2 separate regions of the Hordeum vulgare genome follow, and region 2 is linked to region 1. A link is a contact called in public Hi-C data. All regions are on one chromosome and are shown on one strand. The core of a region is the stretch at or near the end of the contact, and the rest is flanking DNA. Distances in the headings are between cores, read along the strand shown.

Region 1 (7,129 bases), core at 3,262-5,761:
AAATAAAAATACATATGTCAAGTTGGTCAACATAATTGCCATAAACACTAAATAAGACAAATAGTTATAAAAGATAATATATCACATCCGAATCATGGACCGGACGAGAGTCGACGGGGGCGGATATCAAAACCATGGCACTATGTAATAACAAACAATAATACAAGTAAGAAAATTATACAAGTAACTATCTAAATCATACAAGTAAGATATATTTTTTAAAATAAGAACAAGAGGCTCACCATGGTGGTGCCGGCAACGAGATCGGTATGGGCCATCGACGGCGGTGAGGACAGGGACGGGGACGGGATGTCACCCTAAACCACGCCTATACATATGCAAAGAAAGAGGAGAAAGCTTAAGTGTGGCTCGGGCACCTCATATCATGTTTGTTTTACGTGAACGCAAGTGGCATTATGCTCTGAAGCATTTCGTCGAGCACCTCTTGTGCATAGAAAGGGAAAACAAACTAGCACATACCTCCCACCTTCTATGAGGAAAACAAAGGAGAGGACGGGCAGGGGCGAGGGAATATATATATCCTACCATCCAGGGGTAGTTACCCCACATGTTTAATATACTACCATGCGGGAGTATATATACTAATTTATCATTTTAATTATGTTCATATACTATATACAAGATTTTTCAAAGTGAGTTACATGAAAAAATTACAAGTTGACCCATAATTTTTATTATATTAATGAAATACGTATATATTTGCATGTAAAAAAGAACATATACAAAATATGATACATACTACCAAAAAAATAATATATATCACTACTAAGAAAAAGGTTTTTAACGACCACATATGTGGTTGTTAGAAGTCAGATCGTGGTCGTTATAGGTCATTAACGAGCACAATCTCGTGGTCGTGATAGGCTCCGTCGTTAAAAGTATAACGACCACATCCTTTCTTCGGTCGTTATTTCTCTAACGACCAAATGGTGTGTCGTCGTTGATTGTGAAGAATTAACGACCACAATTCTATTATTAACGACTACTTTTGTGTAGCTCTCATAATATCTTCATGACATCACCGTCGCCACATTAGTAAGAAACCTAGCATCACCACTGTAGTTTGAACAATGCTACAGATCACAGTGATGAGAAAAATAAGCAATCTGCTACAATGAAGTTATTCTGATCATGTGTTCGATATCAAAATCGACCAATTAAGAAAGAACATGAATATGAAGTAATCAATTTCACCGTCGCCACATTACTCTATCAGTGACTCAACGTACGGGAGACTTTGAAAATGTGGAAGAAACAACAACTGATAAATTTTACTTCACACTACACTATACATATGCTTTAAATCTACGAACGGCTGCAGGGGAAAAACAGAGCAATCTGGTCGTGACTGAAATTACTGACAAATATCAAAACCATCGTTTGGAGGAGCTACCAATGTTTGAAAGTACTGAAGAACGCCAAAGCAATGAGGTTATTATCACGGATTTGGCAGTCTATGGTGGAGGAGCCATCGCGTTCATCTATCGGAACGGGTTGCGACGCCATGGTCCTCGTGGGCATAAGTCCTCGATAGGAATAAAACTGACCAGATTTCCTTATTTTCTAAAATAGAAAAGAGAATCGTAAGTTGTTGAAATAAGGGTCTGTTTGGGACTGCTTCAATTCATCAAAATCAACTTCACTTCATCAAATTTATTTTGGAGCAGTTTCATACAGAAGCTATAGCACTATCAAAAGAATGTTTGGCTTGCATTTAGCTTCACCTTCAAGAATAGAAAATTTGGTGAAAAGTATCTATTTGATTGGTTGAGGGGAAAGAAACGAAGGGATATCCACTTACTAGTGACAGTGGTGGGTAATTTCCCCCCAACTCCAACTTCTAGAGTTTTTTGGAGCACCCTCTTAGGAGCTTCATAAAAACTCTGAAGTTGTACCCCAGATTTTAGTTTTTTTGCGGAGCAGCATATCATGGAGCTACCCTGTTTGGCTTGTCTTTTCTGGAGCAGAGCTGAATTTTAAGGAGCAGAGCAGTCCCAAACAAGCTCTAAATAAGCAGTTATAACAACCACGGCCCATGTTTATTTAACGACGGGCAAACCTCTGGTCGTCGTGAAGTCTTGCGAGGGTAAGTACTCCCTCCATCACAGTTTATAAGGCATGCATGTGTATTTAGGTCGTTAATTTGACTTATATAAAATATATTATTTAACATAAAAAATATATCATTAGAAAATAGAACATCTAAAGTTTCTAATGATATATTTTTTGTAATATATGTCTCTTATTAAGTTGATCAAATTGACGACCTAGATACACGTGCCGGACTTATAAACTGAAACGGAGGGAGTACGTAGGATTACTCGTTTATTGATACCACTAACAACCAAACATTATTTGCTACTCGTCGTTCATGGTCTAATTTCTAGTATTGTATACTACCTAAACATGATTATATACTACTTCCTCTGTAAAAAAATGTAAGAGTGTTTAGATCACTAAAATAGTGATTTAAACGCTCTTATATTTGTTTACAGAGGGAGTACATACTACGCATACATACTCTTCAATTTGATATATAGTACATACAACATACAAAACGCAAGTGGTGGTAATTACCACCGGTGGTAGATAAAATTTGTATATATATATATATATTACTTTTTAGTCCCGACTAGTGTCTAAAATCAAGACTAAAGATAGACATTTAGTCCCGTTTAGAGACACCAACCGGGATTAAAGGGTACCGCTCCTGCCGCAACCCCTTTAGTCTCGGTTGGTATCACCAATCGGGACTAAAGGTCCCACACCAACCGGGACAAAAAATGGTCGTGCCCCCGTCCGTTCTTAGCCGTTCGAACCGGTACTAATGCTCACATTAATCCCAGTTCATAACGCAACCGGGACTATTGCTCTCATCGGGCTAGAACGAAAGCTCCGTTTTTTACTAGTGGTACTGCCAAGCCGCGTATCATTGTTAAGAGCAAGTCTAGTAGAGCCCTTAAATCCTCAAATCATTAAAAATAACTGCTTTTTTTTTTACAGTTTTCGTTGAAAAAAAGCCGTAGACTAGAACCCCTTAACCCTCAAACCCTTAAAGAAATTTAAGGATCCAACCCTTATACCCCCTTCCAACCTGTAAAAGTAAGGGTCGGGGAGCGAAAACAACCCCAACCCTCAAACCGTTTTTGCACCGAGCTCTCCTGTTTTTGCCCCTGTTTTTGTTATAAGGGTTGGGTTTGAGGGTTCTAGTTTTTGCCCCTATTTTTCAACCATTAAAAGTGTTAAAAATGATCAATTCTCAACCCTTAAAACTGATTTTAGATTTAAGGGTTTGAGGGTTCTACTAGACATGCTCTAACTCCGTCATAAACTTCGTGTATGAATGGCAATCCATCCAAGAGTCCCATATCAGGATTCCCTCTCCGGTGTCGGCTGAGCATTGAATCCCACCGGAACTAGAATGAATGGAAGCCAACTCGGACTACACGACGTCCATGTTTGGAAAGAAAGGGGTGGTGTCGTCCTTAGCCACCATAGTGAAGCGTTTCGAGGTGGAGTAACCTTTAGCTCACGTAGATCTTGACTTATTGACATGCGGTGCAACTCGCAGTTGAGATCAAGGTCCCGAAGCTCGTGATTGAGCTCGGCTCCAAAGGAGTGATGCACATCATGTTAAAGAACCTTTCTACAGCGGAGCTGCTTATTGAAGAAGTTAAAGTGATACTATAGGCTTTCCAAGAGTTCATAATCTATTGGATGTGGCACTCCGCTAATAGTGCTACGGTGCTTGCAGTCGTTGTTAGGTGATTTATAGATATGATTGTAATTTTTGTTATTTTTGATGTGTTTTGAACTTTTCTATCCCATGCAAGCAAGAGCGAGCAGGGCAGGGACACAGCTTCAGTGACTTGATGAAGCCAAGTCTCACTGCAACTTAGCCTCCTCTATCAGCCACCCGATATAGATCCGACGTATCAGATTGATTCAAATTTCATACCTTTTTTAAAAGTGTTCAGAAATTTTTGAAAAAGTTTCAATAAACCATAAATATTTTGTTTTGTATTCTGTGAAAATTTTTGTCCACTTGAATGTATCATTTATGAATGACAGTCTCTCAAGTCGCTCGAAGACGTGTATAACTTTTCCTTTGTTTATTCATAAATGACACATTCAAATGGATTGAACACGAAATACAAAACGAAACATTTATGTTTTTCTAATTTTTTAATTTTTCTGAACACTTTTAAAAAATTATATAAAATTTGAATCAATCTGGTACGTCGGATATATATTGGATGGCTGATAAAGGGGGCTTACCGTGGGACTTGGCTTGATCAGGTCATTGAAGCTGCGTCCGCAGGGCAGTATCATCACCGGTCCACCCTGGCGTGTTGGTTCAGGCCGACGCGAGAAGACCATCGACCATCACACCCAACGGACGGCGCGCACCGCTCCATGACGTGCACCCGCAAATCCGAGCCGTACATCCGCCCACAAACAAGAGGGTGCTCCTCCCTCAGATCGCCTCGGTACCGCACCCAAGGCAGTCAGGCCCCACCCACAGACAGACAGACAGACAGACCCCTCCCCCCTTCTCGTCTCCCATGGCGGAAGCCGACGCCCAAGCCCAGAGCAACGCGCACTCCCCCTCGCCGCCGGTGGAGGCGTCGGGCGAGCCGATCCGGTCGGCCCAGGTCAGCGCCCTTCTCCCCGCCCCTTCAATTTCATGCCTTCTTCTTTTCGCCCGTGCACAGCGCGTGGAGCTGTGGCGTAGCGGGACGCCGGGTCCCTGCCCCCACGGCGCTCAGATTCAGGGCGTGCCCGTGTTCCAGAGGCGGAATTAGTGAGTTCCGAGGCGTGATTCTCGTGGGTTCCGTGGGGGAAGGCCGGCGGTACCCTGTAGGAATCTCCGCCCCTTTTGGGTCGTACCGGCGGCGATCCGGTCAAGGTTTCGTTGCAGGCTTGCAGCTGATGCACGAGTTAAAAGCTCGTTTTGGCCTCGCCTTTGGTGGATTTGACTCTCCCTATTATAGTTTTAGCGCGTACCAATGCTATTGAGAACTCAAGACTCGAGGGAGCACTTTTGTGCTGAATGCCTTAATCTATTGATCTTTATACACACTGTTTTTGCTTCAAGTTTCGTAAATACCATGTGCCCTGTGGTATGCTGCCTTGTGGTGATATCTGGCATTGTTTCTGCCTGTTATAATGCAGGTCGGCGCTCCAAGTGCCGCTTCTCCGATGTTTCCGCTCATGTACCCGATGCTTATGCCAGGGATGTTCCCCCAGCAGGGTATGGATGACCAGACTCAGCGTCCAGGGATATATGCCATACAGGAGAATCAGTTCATGGGGGCGATGGGAGGCTACGCTCCAAAGACATTCATACCGCTCGCTTACAATATACCAACGTGAGTTGTTTGTTCCTATGGCAGTGATTTCTCTGAAGGTCAATTCATAATGTGATCATATATAACCTCACAAGCGGCATGCTGTTGAAATATTTGAAATGGTTTCGTTGGGAATGTGCAATTAGTGTGATAAGAGGTTTGCAAGATCTATCTTGAGATCCATATTCTTTAATCTGTTGACTTTCGTAAATCTTTTCAGAACAAAAGCAGATCTATGACAACAGAACAGAATAAAATGCCATGTTTAAGGGTGACAGTGGCTAGCTGAGTGATTCATGAAACAGTTGATTAAGTCTTGGACCTTTGGTTGGGATGTTTTTCCATGAAATCCCTTACACATTCTTCAGTTTTATTTAAGCTTTGTTTAGTGCACAACCCTGCCAATTTGGGTATCTACAAAAATCTCTTCAGTTGTCATAAAGAATCGGAGGCAATGTGCAAACTTCGGGGTCTTTCTTATACTACAGGTTCTAGTTTGCTATAGCACATATGGTGACTTCATCTTAGAATAGGACATAAGCCATAATAACATGACTCCAAGAATACCAGGCATCTTTTGCGTTAATTACAGTGGTGCTTTCCATAAATGATTAATTTGCTTTAGAATTTTAGCAGCATGGCAATATCCTATCTGCTCAAGTAAATTTACTTGAACCTTTCTTAATTATTGCTTTGGTTGCTGTAAGTTTAAGTGAATCCATAGAAAATTTAGACACACCTGCATATACGGCGGTTTAATGAAGATGTACTCTTTCGTTGATAGGTTGGCAAAGCCTATGCAGTTCTCTACTATCTCAAATTGTCTTCTTATCTTGATTCAGGAATATTGTGGCCAGTTAAAAGCACCATGGTTGTACTCTCTTTACTTATTTCTTCAATTGTTTTGTGTTAGAAGTGAAAGCGTCGGTGCATTGGCTGGTGAAGAGCAAGGACAGGATGCTAGGCAGCAAAATGGCCCTCAAAGACAAGTTGTTGTGAGGAGGTTTCACTTTGCTTTTCAGCTTGACCTGGCTCTGATCATCAAGTTAGCAGCAGTGGTCTTTTTGTTTAGCCAAGAAGGATCAAAACAAAGACTGTTTCTTCTCATATTGTTTGCCTCCATGATTTACCTGTGAGTTTTTGGCTTACTTTGACTTTGATGCTTCATTGCTTTCTATATTCTTGTATAGCCTCTCTGTTGTGGCTAGATAACCATGGGTTTCATTTCCTCCAGATATCAAACTGGAGCAGTTACACCTTTCTTAAGATGGCTCCAGCGAGCGGGAGGTGTGGCCGCTCGTCCGCCACAGGCTCCTGCTAACCGTGCTCCTCTGGCTGCCCAGAATGATGGCAATGATCAGCTACCTGGTAGCTGTCCTTTACTCTCCATAATTTGCTGCTATGCACTTTGTGTGTTGTATTTCAAACACCAGACGCACTCCTGTGTACCTCTAAACATGACCATGACATTATATAAGTATCTTTTTCACTACTATCACTTCAGTGGAGCTTGATATTTTGTTCTTCAAGATTTACAAGGCAGAAAACATTTGCATGATCTTAAGTTATATAAATATCACAAAGTAGCCATCAGTAGCACTGATAAGTAGGATGGATGTGGAAGCTGTCTTATCATGCTGACCGTGCACAATGCACATGAAATGATATTTATTGCTGTAATATGTCATATATTTTCTGGTTGTCAAGCATTTACCATAATTACTAGTAATATCTTTATTTTAACAAGGGCCACAATT
Region 2 (7,129 bases), core at 1,296-3,795, 350 kb before region 1:
CTGACGAGTGCTTCCTGACGGCGTTGTACCCATCGCGGTAGTATGTTTTCAGGCTCTCCAGGGATGCTCTGGGAGCTAGTGGCTCGTTCAACAGCTCCACTGCGAGGAGGCTCGGGCTCGCGGCGTACCTAGATGCGAGGAAATCTATCACTTGCACAGTTTGCGCGATGTTAGCGGCGCTAGTGCCCCAGTCCTGCGAGCCGTCCTTGGAGGCACTGTGCTCGAAGGGGTTTTGTGACCCAGGAGCTGCGTGTAGGTCTATGATGACGCCCAGATTGTACTCCCTATCCATGCAAAAAGATAGAGCATTTATTCCACAAATAATTAGATAATGTAGGCTTTATTGATGTTCCTCAAGATTATGCCAATATAAGAAAATGAAGCATGCTTACTCTGCCCATTTGAATGCCTTATCCAATGTCTGAAGTGAACCTCCGACGTAAGGTGCTGGAGGACTGGGGTCGCTCGCAATCCACCATCCCACTGGTATCCTCACTGCTGTCAACCCGTTTTCGGAGATGAACCTAAAGTCATCTTCCACTATATATGTGCTCCAGTGATTCTGCCAAACATGTAAAGTTTCACAAAATGATGATACTTACTCATGACTTAGAGAGAGAGTGAGAGAGAGAAATGGTACTCCTTCCAATTCATGTTACTTGTTGCTCAAACGGATGTAGCTAGACGTATTTCATTGTTAGATACACCTGTTTGAGTAGTATTGATGGAAGGGAGTACTTATTTCCAGTTATAACCACAGCAGTTTATAATGTTAAACTATACTGCAAACTCCAAACACTTTGTATCTCTTTTCTCATATGAAAATTTTCCTTTCCAATTTTTTATGCAATTATTTGAAACTAGTATATCTGGTGAAGTCATTCGCTGTACTATCGTGGCCACTACTCTTTCTTGTATCCTTGTGCAAGTGGGCATGCATAGACATGAGTCACATGGTACACAAAAAACAAATAATGTGGAGGGGAACCACCGAGGGCAGTGATATCCACATCATGATAAGCATAATCTGCAAGTGCTATGCACCATGTTGTTTTGATTTAAAACAGTAGCAATCAGCAAGTGGGCATGCATGTTCAATGTCTTTACCTTGAGAATTGGCGTGGCCTTTGCCGTCCCGTATCCGTTGCAGATTTGGTACTCCCCTTGTAGCCCCGTCACTCTGGTCACCGCAAACACCGACGGGTCATCGTCGCCCCAGCTTGTGCTCTTGCCGTAGTCTCCTGTCACCGAGCTGTCTTTGTTCGCCTGCCATCAATGGAATTTGACTTGAAGTTTGTATGGAAGAGAATGAGCTTTCTAACTTATTGTTGTACTAGTCAAATACCCTAGACGCCTAGACAAGTCAACATTGGAGGCGCATGTTGAGTCCACTACCGGTTTTGAAAAGTACGTACATGCTGACTAAATGTTTAAGCAATTGTACGTAAATCATACTAGAATAATTTCTTTCTTATGCTGGCGTTCGATCATTCTTTCTAGGGTGGATTAGTAACGATGCATTCATGTATGTTGTTGCAATTTTGTTGAGATATGCTGGGAGATTAGCACTTAATTTCAACTTTACATGTTTGTAGAACGTTAGCTCTCTGTCATGCTGTATTTTTTTCAGCATTTTTAAAACATTTAAAATATAGTTTTCACTTGGTTTCACTGATTTCCAAATTAAATATGAGTTGTGCCTTGTGGGTAGCAAATTTAAACGTCTACAAACATGTAAATTTATATTTGAACGTCTCTCACTAAACTTGAACGTCTCTACTTGTTACCAGTTTGGCAAATATAAATAGTGAGAGCCCGTATATTTCATTTAACCTTACCTGCAAGAAGAGCCCGTTTGCCGCCATAATCCGCATCCTGTTCTGGCCGGCGTTGCGCACTAACCGGAACGTCTCCGACTTTCCCGGCGACATCGCCGTGGCCACCACCGAGCCGTCGCTCTGGACGCCGACGAACTGGTTGCCGAACACCTTCAAATTGAAGGTCGTCTCGTTGATCCGCCATAGCTTGAAGGTCTCCCAGCCAGACGCCTGAGACCGGTTCGCCACCAGCCCCGCGCCGCCGCCCTTCTCCGCGGCCACAAAGCCGTCCTGCGTCACCGACTTGAACTGCAGCTGCGTGCCGTCCTGTACGTACGTACGCCGCGCGCTAACGGGTCAAGAAACTGAAAACAGCTGATAGACATGGCGGCGCCGGCGACCTCCCACATGTGCTGGCGTGTATGCGCGCGTACGTATGCAAAGCTACGACGTTGATTACCAAGAGGTCTTTGTTGGGGATGCCGTCGAAGAGGGACGGCAGGATCCAGCCCTCCGTCACCAGCCAGCCGCCGAGGTTCACCGCTCGGACGGGGAGGCGAGGAGCCGCCGCCGCGCGCCGGGAGAGGAAGCAGTAGCACAGCAGGAGGAGCCAGAAGCAGCGGGAGAGGCGGCTCCTCATTTGGCTGCTGCGTACGTACTGCTGCTTTCGATCGACCGGCCTCGATCGGTTACTCGATCGGTGCTGTGCCCTGCCCTGCTGGGCTCTGCAAAGCTTGTATAGGCGATGATGACGTACTGGTGATTAATAATTGGGATGTTCGAATTCTTATTTCTTCGGTGACAATCTCGTGGGTCAAAGTTAGCGACTATCATGAATTAAGTTTGACAAATTTTGCCGGGTTCAAACCGAACCCATATCAACGCTGGCTGCGCCGTTGCTTATATTGATACTATATATATACTCCCTCCGTTCCTAAATATAAGTCTTTCTAATAATTTCATTAATGGACTATATACGGATGTATATATATATACATATTTTAGGGTATAGATTCACTCATTTTGTTCCGTATGTAGACATCTAGTGAAATATCTTAAAAGACTTATATTTAGGTACGGAGGGAGTATACATCAAGCAATCCATGGATATTCGATCGATTCAAGCCTATATGCAAATGCGTGGCAACCTCTCTAATGTTCAAAATACCTTTATAAATAAACGCACAAGAAGTCTCTCACAAGACAGGCACTTTGATCAGTCTTCTCCTAAAATGTGAATCCATTGTACGAGTAAACATGTGACATACTGGTTTAATGGGAAAAGTACTTCTTTTATACAAGTTATCTACAGTACCAGGACGCTTCGTTTATAGTTATCTCTATAACGTGCGGAGAATCGGAACACGTTTACGGAGGCGTGTACACGATTGGAAGCTAGGATGTGGGATACTTTTCCAACATGGGTGGGAGCATGATCTTAGCATTGGCCCCCTTAGGACTTAGGCATTCTAGAGACTATAGATTTTTCTGTGTATTGCGCCTCTCATTGTTATTTTCGTTTTTTTTATGAATGAACTGTTTATTGGCTGTGTGCATTTTAGTTATGCAGAGGTAGGGTGTACTACTTAAATCTTTTAAGTAATAAAGCGCCCCTTATCAAAAAAGTGACATACTGGTTAAAGGAGGCGAGCTGTCCTACCGACTCGGCATTTTTGTTTGCAAAAAGCACCCTGGTTAATTTTTTCAAGGTGTCTTTTGCTAAATGTTAGGTCAACAGGGATTATCTTAATGTGGCATTTCCTTGAACACCTTATACTCAGGGACAACCCGCGATATGTAGCACTGCTCGCACGCTGTGTCGTTGTTGAAGAATACCGAGCTAAAAGCATCTTCAACAGACGCGTGCTAGCGCCAATAATATACAACATTGAAATAGTTTTTTAACGAGCGGAAGGGCATTTGGTTCAACGGACTCTATAAAATATGGCGCGCCGCTATAGCTCCTGTAGGCGCTGCAAAATGCAGCACGCGCGAACAGCGGGCGCTTGACAAATATAAACAACACATAACCATTTGACAATATGATGATCTTTCAAACATAAAAAATTATGCATTGAAGCAACATAACATAGTTTAAAATCATCCAACCAAATTCATGATAAATAAAAGTTCAAATACCAAATGGCACATCAATAATCGTACCTCCTCTTTTTCCTCCTATTCTTCACCCTGTTCTAGAGATGATTCTTCCTCCTCATGAGAAGGTATGTGAGGCCGCTGCTTGGAAAAGGGGCGCCGGCGGCGATGCCGAAGCTCAACATCGTGCTAGGGTTTTGCGGTGGCGGCGACGACAGCGACAGAGGGGTCACGGGTGTAGGGAGGGGTGAAGGGACGCCGCCTTCCATCGAACGAATTTCTTTGGCAACGACATGGAGCAAGGCGAAGGCTGGAGAAGTTGGGCTGTAGTTGGTTGCTCGCGCGTGAATCGTTACTGTTGAGCGTGCGGAACCGGACGCACGAAATAGTCAGCCCATGATGCCGTTTTCCTCCACACGTTAAACCAACTATACCGCTCACGTGATTCTTGTGTGTCCGTTGGAACGCCCATTATAGCCCCTGACGCAATAATCTGATTTTTTTCCAGCGCGCGGCTAAGTTAGCGGCTCTTTAGAGCATTTCCAAAAACCGTCGAACGCGCGACGCGTTAAAAATGAGTTTGTGGCACGTCGTTCGTCTGTTTTGGCGTGGCGGCCAGCGCTGGCTCTAGCGGCCGCTGTAAAATGCAGCACGCGCGTCTAGCTTCAGCAGGCACGCTAAAATACAGCGTGTGCGTTCTCGCACAATACATAGATATACATAGATATTTCATACATAGATAGATAGATAAAACGATACATATATATTTCACAAAACATAGATAAAACGATACATCGTGTAGAAAGATAAAAAGTACGGTGCAACTAGATAAAAAGTACTGTGCAACTACGAGAACCTACTTCATGTCATCCTCCTCCTCATCATCATCATCCTCGGTGTCTGAGGTATCGAGCCAAATATCATCTCAACGTCCATCGTCACTCCCGAAGAACGACGTCCCACCATTGTTGACGACCTCGCATTGCGATATGGCCAGTGCTTTACGCCGACGCCTGTCATCCCGCTCCTCGCGGCGTCTTGCCGTCCTCTCCGCCCAAAAGGTGTTCTCGGCGGCGACGTCCTCCGGGTGGTGCCGGCGCCACTCCGCCATGGTTCGCACGTCCTCCTCGGTGATGAGGAGGCGGCACTGCCGCCGACGGTGGTCCTCACAGTCCTGGTTTGTTATCAGACGAGGCGGAGGGCGCGAGGTCCTGCGCCTGCTTGCGCGTGTAGACGTCCTGGAAATTCATCTGCGCGCGAGGCCTATCTAGGCACCACGCCGCCGCGTCGTACGCGCAGGCGGCCTCGTGCGAGGTCTCGAACGTGCCGAAGCCGAGGCGGATGTCGCCGGACCGGATCTCGGCGTAGTAGGCGCCAGAGGGGCGCTCGCGGATGTCGTGGTAGCCCGAAGATCCACGGCGGCATGGTGGCTCGGTGGGGGCGCGTCGGTGGCGGGGCGACAGAGGCAGCGGCGAGGAAGCAGCAGAGCGCGCGTGGCAGTGTTCAGGGCGATGGACAGCCGCGTGACGAGCATCACATTTTATAGGCGCGCCGGAAGCGGTGCGCCAAATCTGACACGCGGCCGTCCGCTTTCTCCCACGCGCGTCTAATTGTATGCAGCGCGCTAATTTTTCATGTTCACAACACACGTTTTCGTCCCGCACGAGCTAAAAACGCAGTTTACCACGCGCACGTTTGTTTATGCCGCTGTTGAAGATGCTCTTAGATATGCTATTAGTAAGCACTGTCGTTTGGTTTGACGTCACTCCTCGCCGACCAGGGCCTCATGGTTTGACGTCATAATGATTGGGGCAGTCGGCCTGGAGATGCCCAAGGACTTAGCGCGACGTACCGTTTGTCGGCAATGGGCAAGCATTTCCTAGTTATCGACTTCCACGCACCCCCACCTACACCCGCTCGTGCCTGATGGTGGTGGGATGTGAGGGAATCTACAACCAGGGTCGTTTCCAGAAATTTGGGGGTCTGGGACAATAATTAAAATAAGGTCCTAATTTTTTTTAAACGTTAAACTGAAGAACTAATGTAAGCAGAACATACTCCCATTTAATTATTTAACTTCAAATATGTCTTATTTGGTAGAATATTTAAAAGTCTATCAAATACAGTAAAGTAATAAATATGGTACTAATGCAATAAACTTATAAACTGACCTCATTTTCTACTAAAAAGTAGCATCTTTCGAGTATTTCTTGAAATGAAATCTTCGATCATATCTTCATATTTAATCTTCTCCAAGGCATCATTTTCAAGTGCTATTGTTGCCAATCCATTGAGTCTTTCTTGTGTCATAGTAGAACGCAAGTAGGATTTTAACAACTTGAGTTTAGAAAAGCTTCTTTCTGTAGATGCAACTGTCACTGGAATGGTTAACAAAATTCCGTATGCAATAGCATCATTTGGATAGATTAAGGAGTGCTTCTTCAAAAAGTTCAAAATATCAAGTGGGCCCGTAGATTTCTGAAGTGAGTCCTGGAGAAAAATTAATCCGCAACTCAATTCAAGCCCATCAATGTCTTTATGTTCTCCACTCTTAAGTGCATCTTCAAGATTAACACAAGCAGCCAACAAACTCTTGTCATCCAAGGATTGCAGCCTATCTGAAATAAACAAGAAACCAAATATTTTGTTCATACCTCTCATATTGTTCAAATATCGTGTTAAGTGAAACTATAGCTTGATCAACAATATGCAGAAAATAATTAACCCTGAATGACTCCTGTGCTGATTGTGAAACAATAGATTGATCATCTATGCCCTCATCACATTGCCTATTTATCTTTATTTTACGCTTGGTGCGGAACTCTGGATTAATATCCATATTCATTGCAAAAAAAATTGCACCTTCCAATGCTTTTGAAAAGCCAGTTTCTCTATACTTAGTGAAGAAAGAAATCAAGCCATTTACAGATTCAATTGCAATATCAATGAGCATATCCTTTGACTGCAACTCTTTGCTGGTCAAATTAATAGCTGATAATATTTCATACCATAAGATTATTGACACTAATATTCAAAGTCACAAAGATCATTTTCCGCCAATGGCCGAGCCTCACTACTTGTCGATGGATCTTTATCATTTTCAACCACTTGTAGTGAAGCCTCCCTTATTTTTGGTAATTGAATCCTTATAGCCTTAACACGATCAACATGACTCTCCCAACGAGTAGATGACAATGACTTGAGAGTCACTCCTG

What was found. Hi-C and Micro-C count contacts between places; a contact is called where the count stands out from the background.
Region 2: a Hi-C map of seedling shows a contact between it and region 1, with 5 times the contacts expected there. The contact joins the promoter of LOC123398582 here to the promoter of LOC123395816 in region 1. A contact is called at or near these places in 2 of 6 Hi-C or Micro-C datasets (leaf and seedling).

Annotation. Positions count from the first base shown.
Region 1 is chr5H:30,501,212-30,508,340 of MorexV3_pseudomolecules_assembly, reverse strand. It overlaps LOC123395816, which reads left to right and starts at 4,511. Exons shown (of 5, transcript XM_045090851.1): 1 at 4,511-4,676; 2 at 5,197-5,393; 3 at 6,286-6,504; 4 at 6,607-6,740. The coding sequence starts at 4,587.
Region 2 is chr5H:30,853,564-30,860,692 of MorexV3_pseudomolecules_assembly, reverse strand. It overlaps LOC123398582 (probable glucan 1,3-beta-glucosidase A), which reads right to left and starts at 2,545. Exons shown (of 6, transcript XM_045093034.1): 1 at 2,278-2,545; 2 at 1,839-2,144; 3 at 1,108-1,266; 4 at 393-562; 5 at 1-284. The coding sequence starts at 2,457.